Linked DNA regions of Gossypium hirsutum: region 1 is linked to region 2. Evidence: chromatin contacts called from public Hi-C data. All regions are on one chromosome and are shown on one strand. Each heading gives the region's core, a stretch centred on a gene start, on an enhancer-like site or on the middle of the called end of the contact. The rest is flanking DNA. Distances are from core to core; before and after follow the strand shown.

Region 1 (5,939 bases), core at 533-3,032, 190 kb before region 2:
TATCCTGTTGAATTTAATCTAACCACTCCTGTAGTTGTAGCTGAAGTCGGTCTTGCATTTCCTTCTGGTACTGTTCCAGCTTTTCCAATCTCTGATCCATGTCCTTAGTTTTTTTGCTCGAGTGCAGTAACGGTGTTTGGTTAGTTGGTTGGTTAGGATCTTTTAATAGTCTTTGATGCATATGATGTAATGTAATGCAAATGCATAAAATGAATGCAAAAAGAGACGTTGATTCTGGTTCAATTCTTTACTAGAACAGCTTCACTAGAAAGCAAATCTCTTTACATAAAGTTGATATATACGGCTTCGCCCTTGTACTCTAAGCGAAGACATCGATCATTTGGATATTAAGATGCATCTCGCAAATTTTAGCTCCTTTTTTGTTTGATCTAGGTCTTAACTCCGTTCTCACTCATGTTCATTAGCTTCTTTAAGAGGTTGAGACGTTTAATGACTCTTGAATAATCTTTGTCAACTTGAATCCTCATGCAACGCAGCAAAGTCATATACTCCTCTTGTTAGACTATTACACCTTTCGTGTCACGTTTTCTTAGACTATACTCGGACAACCGTATTACCTTCCACCTTATCAAGAAATTCGTTTTCCGTGACAAGCTCTCTATTTAACAACCGAACATGAATCAACACCTCTTTTCTATAATGAAATGTCATGCAGTCAAAATGCCATGCAGCCAAAGCAAAATAAACCCAAGTTAGTATCATGCATAAAGACATAATTCAACACGAACATGAAATAATAAAAGCACTTATTCAAGAGTCCACTAGGGTTTGGTATAGTTCTACCTAGGGCAAGTTCCTAAAGCTCACTATATGAGGTTTAGTTTCTAGAACAAAACACGCAGATCCTTCCTTCGGTCGGGTTGACACGCGGGTAAGGAAGGGACTAATGCCAAAATGGCGTCGTTTCGGCCACTGAACTTAAAACTCAAAACGACACCGTTTTAATATAGGTATTTAAGCCCAAAAAATTTTAAAAAATTCATTTCAACCATTGTTTTTTAAAAAAAACTTAAAAAACCTCTCCACTCTCTCTCAATTCCCCAGAATCCAGCCATTACTCCGACGCCGGTCCACCGTGGCGGCTGCCGGTCGCTGGCGACGGCGCTGCCGTCCACGATGGCCAAAAAATCAATTTTTTTTAGTTTTTTTCGACTCCCCTGCCAAAAAATAGTGTCGTTTGTCCTTGGAAACGACGAACCTCGGCCTCCAGACGGCGCCAAACGCGGCAAAGTAAATAAGTTTCTTCCCCCTTTTTTTTATTTTCTGGTAATAAATAAATAAATAATAAAAATAAAACAAACAAAAAAAATCAACTACCTCTCCACTTTTCTATCTTTTATTTCTCTTCATTCGTATCAAAAAAAAATCCCCCTCTTTTTTCTTTTTTACAATCGGTTTATATAACCGAAATAAAAAATAAAAAAAAAATACCAAAAAATACAAAAAGAATCATTATTTTCTGTTATTGTTGCGCTGTATACTGGTGTTGGATCCGCTTTTCTCACAGGTACGGAGGTCGTGGAAAAGGCGCACGTGCGCGGAGTCCGGTTCCTAGACGTGCGGCGGTTGGGGACTGTGTTGGAGGCTGTTTTAGGGTTTCTGTCGTTTGTTTTTTTGTGTGTGTTTTAGGCCAGTGGGGTGGGTTTGATGTTTGGGCTTGTTTATTGTTTTATTCTTTTTAGTGTTTATTTATTTGGACCTGGGCATATTTGGGCTTGGACAATCATGTTACTGGGATTGCCAAGGGGTATGTGCACCAAAAGTTTGCTACATTTTATTGGAAGTGTAATCGGCCTGGTGGTGAAGATCGACCATAATATAGATAATAGCTCTAGAGGGAAATTTTCTAGACTTACGGTCTACGTTGACTTGGGAAAGCCTCTAGTCTCAAAAGTTAAAAACGATGGGAAAACTCAATGTGTCGAGTATGAATCCTTACCTATGGTTTGCTTCGATTGCGGAAGATTTGGGCATAACCGAGAGTTTTGTCCACACAAATCGATGGGAAAACTCAATGTTTCGAGTATGAATCCTTACCTATGGTTTCTTTCATTGCGGGAGATTTGGGCACAACTAAGAGTTTTCTTCGCACAAATCTGGTCAAGGTGTTGCCTCGGAGAAAAAAAACAACCAGTCACAAATACGGGGTTCTGAGATGCAAAAAGAAGTTGAGGATGAGCAGTTTGGTCCTGGGATGCTTGTTGAATGCAAACAGAGGAGGAAGCCTTGATTGATGGCGAACCCCAACAACGACATAGATGGTGGTGTGGTTTGTGGTTCTAGATTCGGGTCCCTCAATGTTAATCATAGAGAGGAAAAAAAAGCAATCTTATGGATTAGTTGGCATTGATGAAAGCTGAAAATTAGGAGCACAAGATGCGGGCATAGAAGATATGGTAAGAGAGGAAGCTTCGGTAGGTTTTCCAAACAAAATGAAGACCTAAACATTCTTAAGCCTTCCAACAAAAAACGTGCATCCTCTTTCGGACAAAATGTTTATCCTTTTGATGATGGATCACAGATGGGCCCAAAAATCCTAGACAATGATCTAAATCCAATTCAATTTCAAATAGTGGGCTCAGATTTGAACAGTAGGAAAAATGTGGCGATTAAATTTTTGGCTAAGTCAGGAAATACTACTGCAAACAAAGAAATGAATCATCCCTTTACCCTTGAACCTAAATGAAACATGGGGGAGAATTTTGGCCAATACCCACTCGACGTGAACAGTGAAAGATCAGGCGAGAACACATGTCAAGAGCCAATTAATATTTCAAATGATGACCTCTCATCTCTTCCGGTTGCTCTAGCCATGGATGGCATAATCTAGGGGTTAAGTCATACTTCTAGAGAGATTACGACAATGTCAGGAGAGATAGATGGGGTGCAAGGTTCAGAGGATGAAACTCTGATGGATGTTGAATCGTTTTGAAATCCTTGGTACCATTCTCACATTTCTCCATCTTTTAATGGTGTCTTTTAATTTTCGTCTATTTTTCTGGAACTGCCAAGGGTGTGGACACCTTTGCTTTCATAATTTTTTGAAAAAGTATAGGGAAAAGTTTTGTCTAGACATTGTGACTTTTTTTGAAACACGAATTAGTGGGAATAAGGCTGATTCAATTATTGCGAAATTAGGTTTTAATATTTCGTTCAGAGTTGAAGCTTCTAGTTTTGCGAATTTCTAGATGTCCTGAAAGTTCATTCGCAGTTTATGCATATGCGCATCCATAATAACCTAAGCCATTTTTCTTTTCTCTTACTGCTGTATATGCTAGTCAATAGCAAGGTACAAGGAAACAATTATGGGAGAAATTGGGTTGGCTTGCTACTAACCTTGAGGAACCATGGTTGGTTGTGGGCGACTTTGATATTATTATGAACGACGAATAGAAAGGCGGATTTGAGTTGCACCGAGCAAGATGCAATCAGTTCAGGTCTTTCTTTTTTTAGCATGGACTACATGATTTAGGGTTCCAAGGCTCGATGTTTACTTGGAATAGGGGCAGTTTTTTCCAGAGATTTGATTGCTCTCTTTACAACGATCTTTTGCAAACATTCGCACTAAACACCACTGTTCGAAATTTGTATAAATTGAAGTCTGACCATCGTCCTATCCTTGTTTTGACTAATCCGGCAAGTATGGGGAGAGACCCTTTCATTTATTAGCAAGTTCGTTAATACATCCTAAATTCTGTGACGTCATCAAAAATTCATGGAAACTAGAAGATGATATTGCAATGAACCTGGAGAATTTCACTCAATCGGCCCAAGCATGGAATAAAACCATTTTTGTGCGAAAGCAAAGAGCCATGCTAAAATTGGGACCTATACAGAAAGCTTTGGAGCATTGTAATTCTGTGCGACTCAGAACAAGGGAAGCTGACATTCAACTTGAGATTGAAAATGTTCTAACTCAAGAAGAATTGTTATGCTTTCAAAAATTGAGAAGTGACTGGCTTTCTAATGGAGACAGAAACACAAGCTTCTTCCACAATCGAACCATGAAGCGGTGCAAACAGAACAAAATTGAGGCTTTGAAGATTGATGGTACTGGGTGGTGCTACGATGATGAAATAATAAAGATCCATGCTATTGAGTACTTTTTCAAAGTTGTATATTGTAGAGCAATACTCGATCGGGAACTTCCCTGTCCAGGGTCGTGTCCCAAAGTTGGAGGATTGTCTCTTAAGTGTACTGAATGTTGTGGTTACTATGGATGAGATTCGATAGGCGGTCTTCAGCATGGCACCTTTAAAGGCTCCTGGAGTTGATGGATTTCATGCCAAATTCTATCAAGGCAATTGGGATATAGTGGGCAACAGTGTATTCAAGATAGTTAGACATGTTTACATAGGAGGACCTCTGGATCTAAGACTAAAAAAAACCTTATTGGTCTTTATTCCAAAAAGTTTAGGTGTGGAATCCATCAATTAGTATAGACCCATTAGTTTATGTACCGTTTTATACAAAATCATTACAAAGACAATAGTCATCCAACTTCAAAAAGTCATGCAAGTCTTGGTAAAACAAAATCAATCTAGCTTCATAACCTCGTGTTGCATTTCAGACAACATCATCATTGCATAGGTGGCAATTCATACGATGAAGTACACGAAAAGCAAAAAAGGGTTGGATGGCAATAAAAGTGGATCTAAAAAAAGCTTATGACAAAATTTGTTGGGACTTCTTGCAAAACACTTTGAATGATACCGGTTTGCCAAGAATTCTTGTTCGAACCATCATGCATTGTGTTTCTTCGCCTTCTATGCAATTATTATGGACTTAGACAATTTTAATTAGACTAGAGGTGTAAGACAGGGGGATCTTTTCTCTCCCCATCTTTTTGTCTTCGGTATAGAACGGTTAGGCCATTTGATCGAAGCTGCTATTGAAGAAAAGACATGGGGACCGTTTTCTTTTTCTCAATGAAGGCCAACAGCATCTCATATTTTCTTTGCCAATGATCTTGTCTTTTTTTTGTAGACTTGATAAGAAGGGAGTAGATTGTCTTAAGAATGTTCTAAATATTTTTTGCAACTTCTCTGGCCATCGAGTTAATAGATTGAAGACTCAGGTATACTTTTCTCGCAATGTTTTTGAAGTGGTAGCAATAAGTTCGGGTGACAAACTTGGTTTTACTAGAGTAAACGATTTGGGGAAGTACCTCAGTGTACCTTCTTTTCACAATAGAGTTGGGTTTAATACTTTCCAAGACATTTTGAACAGAGTTTGAAGTTGATTTAATGGTTGGGATGAACATAAGTTATCTCTAGTTGGCCACCTTACCCTGGTTAAGTCAGTGTTACTAAGCATTACTTGTTAGTTGGAAGGATTGTTGTGTGCAATGGTGAATGGGGGGCTAGGGATTCGGTGGATTCAAGATCAAAACAAAATCTTTCTTCTTAAGTTGGGTTATAATTTGATCGCTAATACAGAAGCTTTCTAGGTTTGGGTCTTGAGGAATAAATATAGCATTAATGGGTTATTTCTGAATGATATTCACCGTAGCAACTGTTCATGCATTTGGCGGTCTTTAGCTAATGTTTGGGATGATGTTAAAAAATTACTTATATATTCCATACGAGATGGTAGATTGGTTAAAAAAGGAATAATATATGTGCTATATCTCTCAACAAGTATGGGAATAACTTCAATATTAAAGCATCTTCAGATACTTCGGCTAATTTGGAAGAGTTGCTTACTTCCATGAATAAGGGGAGATGAAGGTGTAGATCTTTAGTAGGCATCCCACTAAATTCTCCCACCGTTTGAAGCATTTGAAACATCACTTGCTTCAATTCAAACTGCGATGCCTCAATTTTGGGTCTTACAATTCCCGAATTGATTTCATTGAATAAAGGCGTAGCATATTAATGGATGGCACGGTCTTTGTCATCAGCAACTATGACCAGATT
Region 2 (6,122 bases), core at 2,258-4,757:
ATTTTTATACCTGAAAATTAGGTGCAATGGCAATATCAGATTCTGTCCAAAAATTAATGCTTTGTTTAAGACTTGGATGAATTTTTGCACATGAACCTTGTTTTTGGATAAATAAACAAATATTCACACGCCCTGTATTGTGTGACATTATTATTTTTAATTGCAAAAAAAATAGCTTAATATAATATTTGGTACTTAAACTTGAATTTTTTTTAATATGGTACTTACATTTTTTTGGGCCCAATTTGGTATCGGAATTGACAGTTTTTTCTAATTTGATACTTAAGATTTTTTTAAGTTCAATTTGGTATCTAAATTTATTTAATGTTATAGAAATTAAACAAAACACTAACGGTGTTAAAAAAAATTTTATACTACAAAAATATTGTCAGTATTAGAGGAAATTTATGTTAAAAAAAATAGGTATTGAGCTATGCTTAACAAATTGATATTAAATAAGAAAAAAAATAAAACCCCAAATTAAAATAAATTCGTTATTTTTAATTAAAAAAAATTAATTAATTAAATAAAATTAAAAGCAATTGAACATATAAAATACAAAAAAATATAATATCATCTGTCACAAGTCAGTCATACATTGATTATTTTTGCTACTTCTTAAAAAAAATAACATTGTTAGTATATTAGAGTAATTTGTAAAACATTTGACAAGTACCAAATCTAACAAAAGAAAGATTATGTACCAAATTAGGAAAAAGAGTTAAGTTGAGGTACTAAAATGGACCCCCAAAAAGTTTAAATACAAACTTAAGAAAAAGTGTCAAATTGAGATACTAAATTAAGAAAAACATGTCAAATTCAAGTACCAACTATTATATTAAACAAAAAAATTCATAGCTTAAAAAAAATTAAAAGGTAAAGTTGGAATTTCAAATTTATTACATACAATGTAAAATTAATCATTATTTATTCTTCAAAGGTTTCCTTAACTAGTGCCTAACAAGGTTGGTTGAAAATCAAATCTATACTTGCGTTAAAAGCAATCTCAAGAATGAGAATGTTGAATTTGAAAAATTAAAATAAAATTATTTTTTGTTTTTTAACTTTTTTAATAATTTTTATATGTTAAATATAAATTTGATTTTAAATAAATTATTTTTATTTTAATATTTTACTTAATTGAATTAATTTTTAATACTATAATATTAAAATTAATACATATTAAATTGTTAAACTTAAAATATAATTTTAAATAACATTTATCAAATTAAAATTATATTTTTCAAATACAATAATAATTAATTATGGTTAGATTTGGGTAAAGATAAATATAAAATTACAAAAAAAATTTAAGCATTTTAATTTTGAAACTATTGAAAAATATTAAATTTTTTAAGTACTGAGGAAGTGTCCATTTCACTAACATTGGAGCTGTTGAGTGATAGTTTTCATATTGAAGTATTGACAATTTATTGAACGGTTTAATAGGTTGTGTTGATTATTTGAAGGATATTTAGCCCAACAATGAATGACATATTACTTGGGAATCTTATATTAAAAATCGGATCAAATTAAATCACTTCAAGTCAATCTCTTTCAATATGGATTTTTGGATTTGATTGAAATTCTATGTGATTGGCTGCCAAGAGTCCTTGATTGATTTATTATCTATTATTATATTGTAAACATTTTATTGCATTATTGTTTTAATGGCATTGTTAGAGATCTTCTATGTTAGCAAGTCTCGAACATAAATTTATTTAAGGGAGAGGCTTGTATAGGTTTTTTTGTAAATAAAAGTTTTTAGCAATTATCTTGTTCAAGTTGGTGAATTTTTTTTTAGAGTGCAAATTGTTAGTAGAATCGATTTTGTTGTGGTTTTACTTGCTGAGTTCATTGGAGTAAACTTAGTAGTGAAAGTATTGTTCTTCAAAGTTTGAAAGTGAGGAAAATCATCATGGTATGTGTGATAAGTTAGGTTCATTTTGTTGTAACCGTTGAAGAGAGAGAATATTTCTCACTGAGTTAAGCTCTACAAATGTAGGAAAACCGAACTGTATAAACAATTCCTATGTGTCTTATGTTTTCGATTTCCAGATTTAGTACCGGAGAAGTACCCACTTTCCTGTCACTCCTTTCAAGCACTTCGCTTAATCACTAGTAACGATTTAACAATTTAAAAAACAAATTAAAACAATCTATAATAAATAAGCAATAAGAAATTATTAAGAATATTATTTAAATATAAATAGATGTAATCAATGCTGAATTATTATTTTTTTCTCTTAATATCATCTTAATCAGTGCCGACACTTCTCTTCCCAAAAATTTCCCCTTTTTTTCTTTAAATAAATAAACTTCCACAAGTTTTATGGTCTTATTTAATTTTTTTAATTATTACTTATCTTTAATTAATTTTATTCTAATCATATATGTTTTTTGGCACAATACTTAGAATTATTTATAATCCTTCCCTAACTCATAAATAGGAGGATAATGCGATTCAATATACTTAAACTCGCATCCTCCTTCATTAACAATAATGCACAGTATTAAGACTCAATCAATTACTTTTAACTAATTTTAGATATAGGAAAGACCAATTTATGACGTATGAAAACCTTGGATGAGAAATAAAATGATGATAAAGTATGGTGAAGAGCACAAGAGTTGGCGTCTCAAAGGATTAGAATACTAATTAGTTTAAAAGTGATTAAGAAAGCCTACCTAACATGTCCTCTTTCCTTCAAAAAGTTGCCAAATTAAAAAACATAAAAAATATGCATTAATTTTCCTTTAAGGGAAAGACCGCCCATTCTCTTTCAATCCAAATATAAATAGTTATATTTTTTTTAGTCATTTTTAGTCGTTAAATTTATTTATTTTTCCAAATCAAAAAAAAGTTAACATTTATTAATTTTATTGGCATAATATTCACATGACAATCTAAATGTATGTTACGTTGATAATTAATTATTTTTTAAAATATTAAAAATATTAAATTTTTTTATAATTTTTAATTAATTTAAATAATTATATATTTTTTAATTTTTTAATTTTTAAAATTTTAAAAAATTATTTAAGTGTCAATATGGCATCCATGTGGAAAGTTAACAAACATTAATATTTTTATCCAGTTTGGGATGATTTGACAAATAGTACAAATTTAAAAATTAAAAGAAACGAAAAATTAAATAAATGATTAAAATAATTTTTTTTAAATTCGAGAAACAAATAAATCATTATGCTTAAAAAATAATACAACTGTTTGAATTGTTGTGGTCGTGGTTAATTGAATGTATAAATAAAATATTTAAAATAAAAAATTCAAGGTATAAGAATGATGAAATTATTATTTCAGATATAAAGAATGATAATATTATTTTAATTTGATTACAAAAAGTTAAAAAGTTTTATTGGCAATTAATATAAAACATAATTCTTAACCATAAAATCTATACGAATGAGACATTAAATGAGGTCCATGTTCTCTCTTTCTTTTCTTTTTTTTCCCCTTAAAATATTACCACAAAAATAAAAAAATTATCAAAAAAAAAAAGAACACATCTTTATATAGCGTCTCCCAGCTTATACCAATCTGCTACATTGGTCAGCGAAGGATTAAGCTTTCTTTCTGAATTCCTCTTTAGCAAGGTTTTTGTCCTTCATTTCTCTGCTCTCATTGAAATTTGCTTCTGTTAAAGTTGCATTCTTTAGTTCTTCTTTCAAGTTAATTTAATGCTGAAGTTAAATCTAGAATTTTTTTTTAAAAATTTTTCTTTTTAGCTTCTGTTGATGTACATTTCTGGTTGTAGTTTTTTTTTTCTCCTTCTTGATTCTTGAGGAAGTTATTTGGATTTTCAGGGAACTTCCAGTGTGAAGTTCAATGTAAAGTGAATATTAGATTTGATCTGGGTTTTTGTTCTGAACTTTGATTACTCGGGGAATTTTGTTACTCAACTTCATCTGAAGGAGCTCAAGAGCTGAAAATTGTTTGTTTTTATTTTTATTTTTGAGTTTTGGTCTTCACATTTTTATGTCATCTGCAATTCAATTGTTTTAGATCCTGTTTGAAGTTGCTTATCTAGATTGTGAAATGCGGTTTTGATCTTAGGGAATTTTATATCAGTTTTTTGTTCATAATGTGATGGGTTTGATTCTCGTAGGAATTTGGACCGAATACCAAATTTCTGGGAAAAATGCAGTTTTCCAGGAATTTTATGATAATTTGTTCTGCATTGCTCCTGTGCTCTTCCTTGACATATGGGCAAACGGCTAGTCCACCGGCTCCGGTGGCAATGACCCCAACTCCGACACCTGCACCGGCTCCGGCACCAGAATACGTAAACCTAACCTATTTACTCTCTGTGGCTGGTCCATTTCACACTTTCCTTAACTACCTTGAATCAACTAAAGTGATTGACACCTTCCAAAGCCAAGCCAACAACACTGAACAAGGCATTACAATTTTCGTACCGAAAGACGATTCGTTCAAGGGTCTTAAGAAGCCGTCATTGTCCAATCTCAGTGATGATCAGCTTAAATCGCTCATCCTTTTCCATGCCTTGCCCAAATACTATGCCCTTGCCGACTTCAATTACCTCAGTACAAAAGGCCCTATCACTACACTTGCTGGTGGCCAATACACTTTGAATTTCACCGATGACTCCGGCACCGTGCACCTCGATTCAGGATGGAGCAAAACAAAAGTATCCAGCGCTGTACATTCGACCGATCCCGTCGCGATATATCAGGTGAATAAGGTCCTTCTTCCTGAGGCTATCTTTGGTACCGATATACCTCCAACGCCTGCACCATCCCCAGCTCCTGATATTAGCCCAGCTGCGGATTCTCCATCCGCAGACTCGAAAGAAGGCGGTTCTCCGTCGAAGGCTTTGCCATCGGATTCAGCTTCTCATAGGGTTATGAAGTTGAGCATTTGGAGTCATCTGGTTTTGGCAGTCTTAGGTGGGTTGGTTCTGCTTTTCTAATAATAAGACTTCATTTTGAGTCTTAAAGTTATGTTCATGGGGGGCAGCACACCTCTGAGTTTCTCAATTGAATTTACTTCGATTATAAAACCATTTTTTCTTGTATATGTTCTTAAGATTCTGTGTTAAGAATGGAAGTTCTTGTGTTATAATTACCATTTCAAGTTAAATCGCCTTTTGCATGGATTACTGTTTTCTTTTATTTACTTATTATTAGAATTCATGTATAAGTAACTTCCACGGCTTACAATTTATATTAAGTCAGACACAACAATACGGGTGAGTGGTGACATAAATAGCACTAAAAAGCTGAAACGAGATAAAACATAAAACAAAATCAATTGGTTTAACAAAATATTTTTTTATATTATCTTCAACGATTTTTCCACATAAAGAAAAATAAAAGTAAATACTAGCTCAATAATTATCTAACATTTAACTAACATTAAGCGGTATTATATAATCATATCATAATACAAAAAGACAACTTATATTAGTAGATAATCTTAACATGTCCTTAGTCTTATCGGAAACAAGCAAACTAATTAAAAGACCAACATGTCATCTATCAACTTCAATTGGGAAGATACCTTATCTTAAGTATCGAAGTTGATGACTCATAAAAGATAGAGACATAGATGTGACTGACTAAACTTATGGTAAATCAGACATGACCTAAGTAGAATAAAGATTAGATCCGTTTATGGATTTATTCACTTTCACTTGTCACGTTCATAGTGTGATATACCTTAATCCCGAATGGATGATAAACTATGTATGCGTAACGTGTATACTTTGATGTAAATGAAAGCATGAGTTCAAAATAGATAAGAAATAGAAAGCTAGTATGTTGGAAATACAACTTTTGTAGTATGTAGCATCATTCCACAACAGTGAATTTCATAACCCAATAAAGGGTAAATTATACCCTATCATAGCCTAATCTCAATGATGATCAGCTTAAATCGTTCATCATTTTCCATGCCTTGCCCAAATACTATGGCCTTGCCGACTTCAATGACCTCAATACAAAATGCCCCATCACTACACTTGTTGATGGCCAATACACTTTGAATTTCATCGATGATTCTGGCACCGTGCACCTCGATTCAGGATGGTTTCTGCTTGTGATCCCTCTTCGCTTTTGCAAAATTGAGTATCATTTGCCCA

The links. A called contact is a pair of places that touch in the nucleus more often than the background predicts.
Region 1: a contact with region 2 is called in a Hi-C map of leaf, with 2.9 times the contacts expected there. The contact joins the enhancer-like site here to the promoter of LOC107955041 in region 2. A contact is called at or near these places in 10 of 34 Hi-C or Micro-C datasets (anther, callus, fibers and 2 more).

Annotation. Positions count from the first base shown.
Region 1 is chrD07:51,542,439-51,548,377 of Gossypium_hirsutum_v2.1, reverse strand. No RefSeq gene overlaps it. Among protein-coding and RNA genes, the nearest start is that of LOC107956810, 20 kb to the left of the region's middle. Within about 2 kb of position 1,782, at least 9 of the 9 cell types and tissues checked have an H3K27ac peak or open chromatin away from gene starts, as enhancers often do. A contact at or near this core is called in fibers, hypocotyl and leaf, where this site is marked.
Region 2 is chrD07:51,353,295-51,359,416 of Gossypium_hirsutum_v2.1, reverse strand. LOC107955041 (fasciclin-like arabinogalactan protein 7) reads left to right here and starts at 3,507. Exons shown (of 2, transcript NM_001327631.2): 1 at 3,507-3,615; 2 at 4,128-5,117. The coding sequence starts at 4,161. The coding sequence ends at 4,952.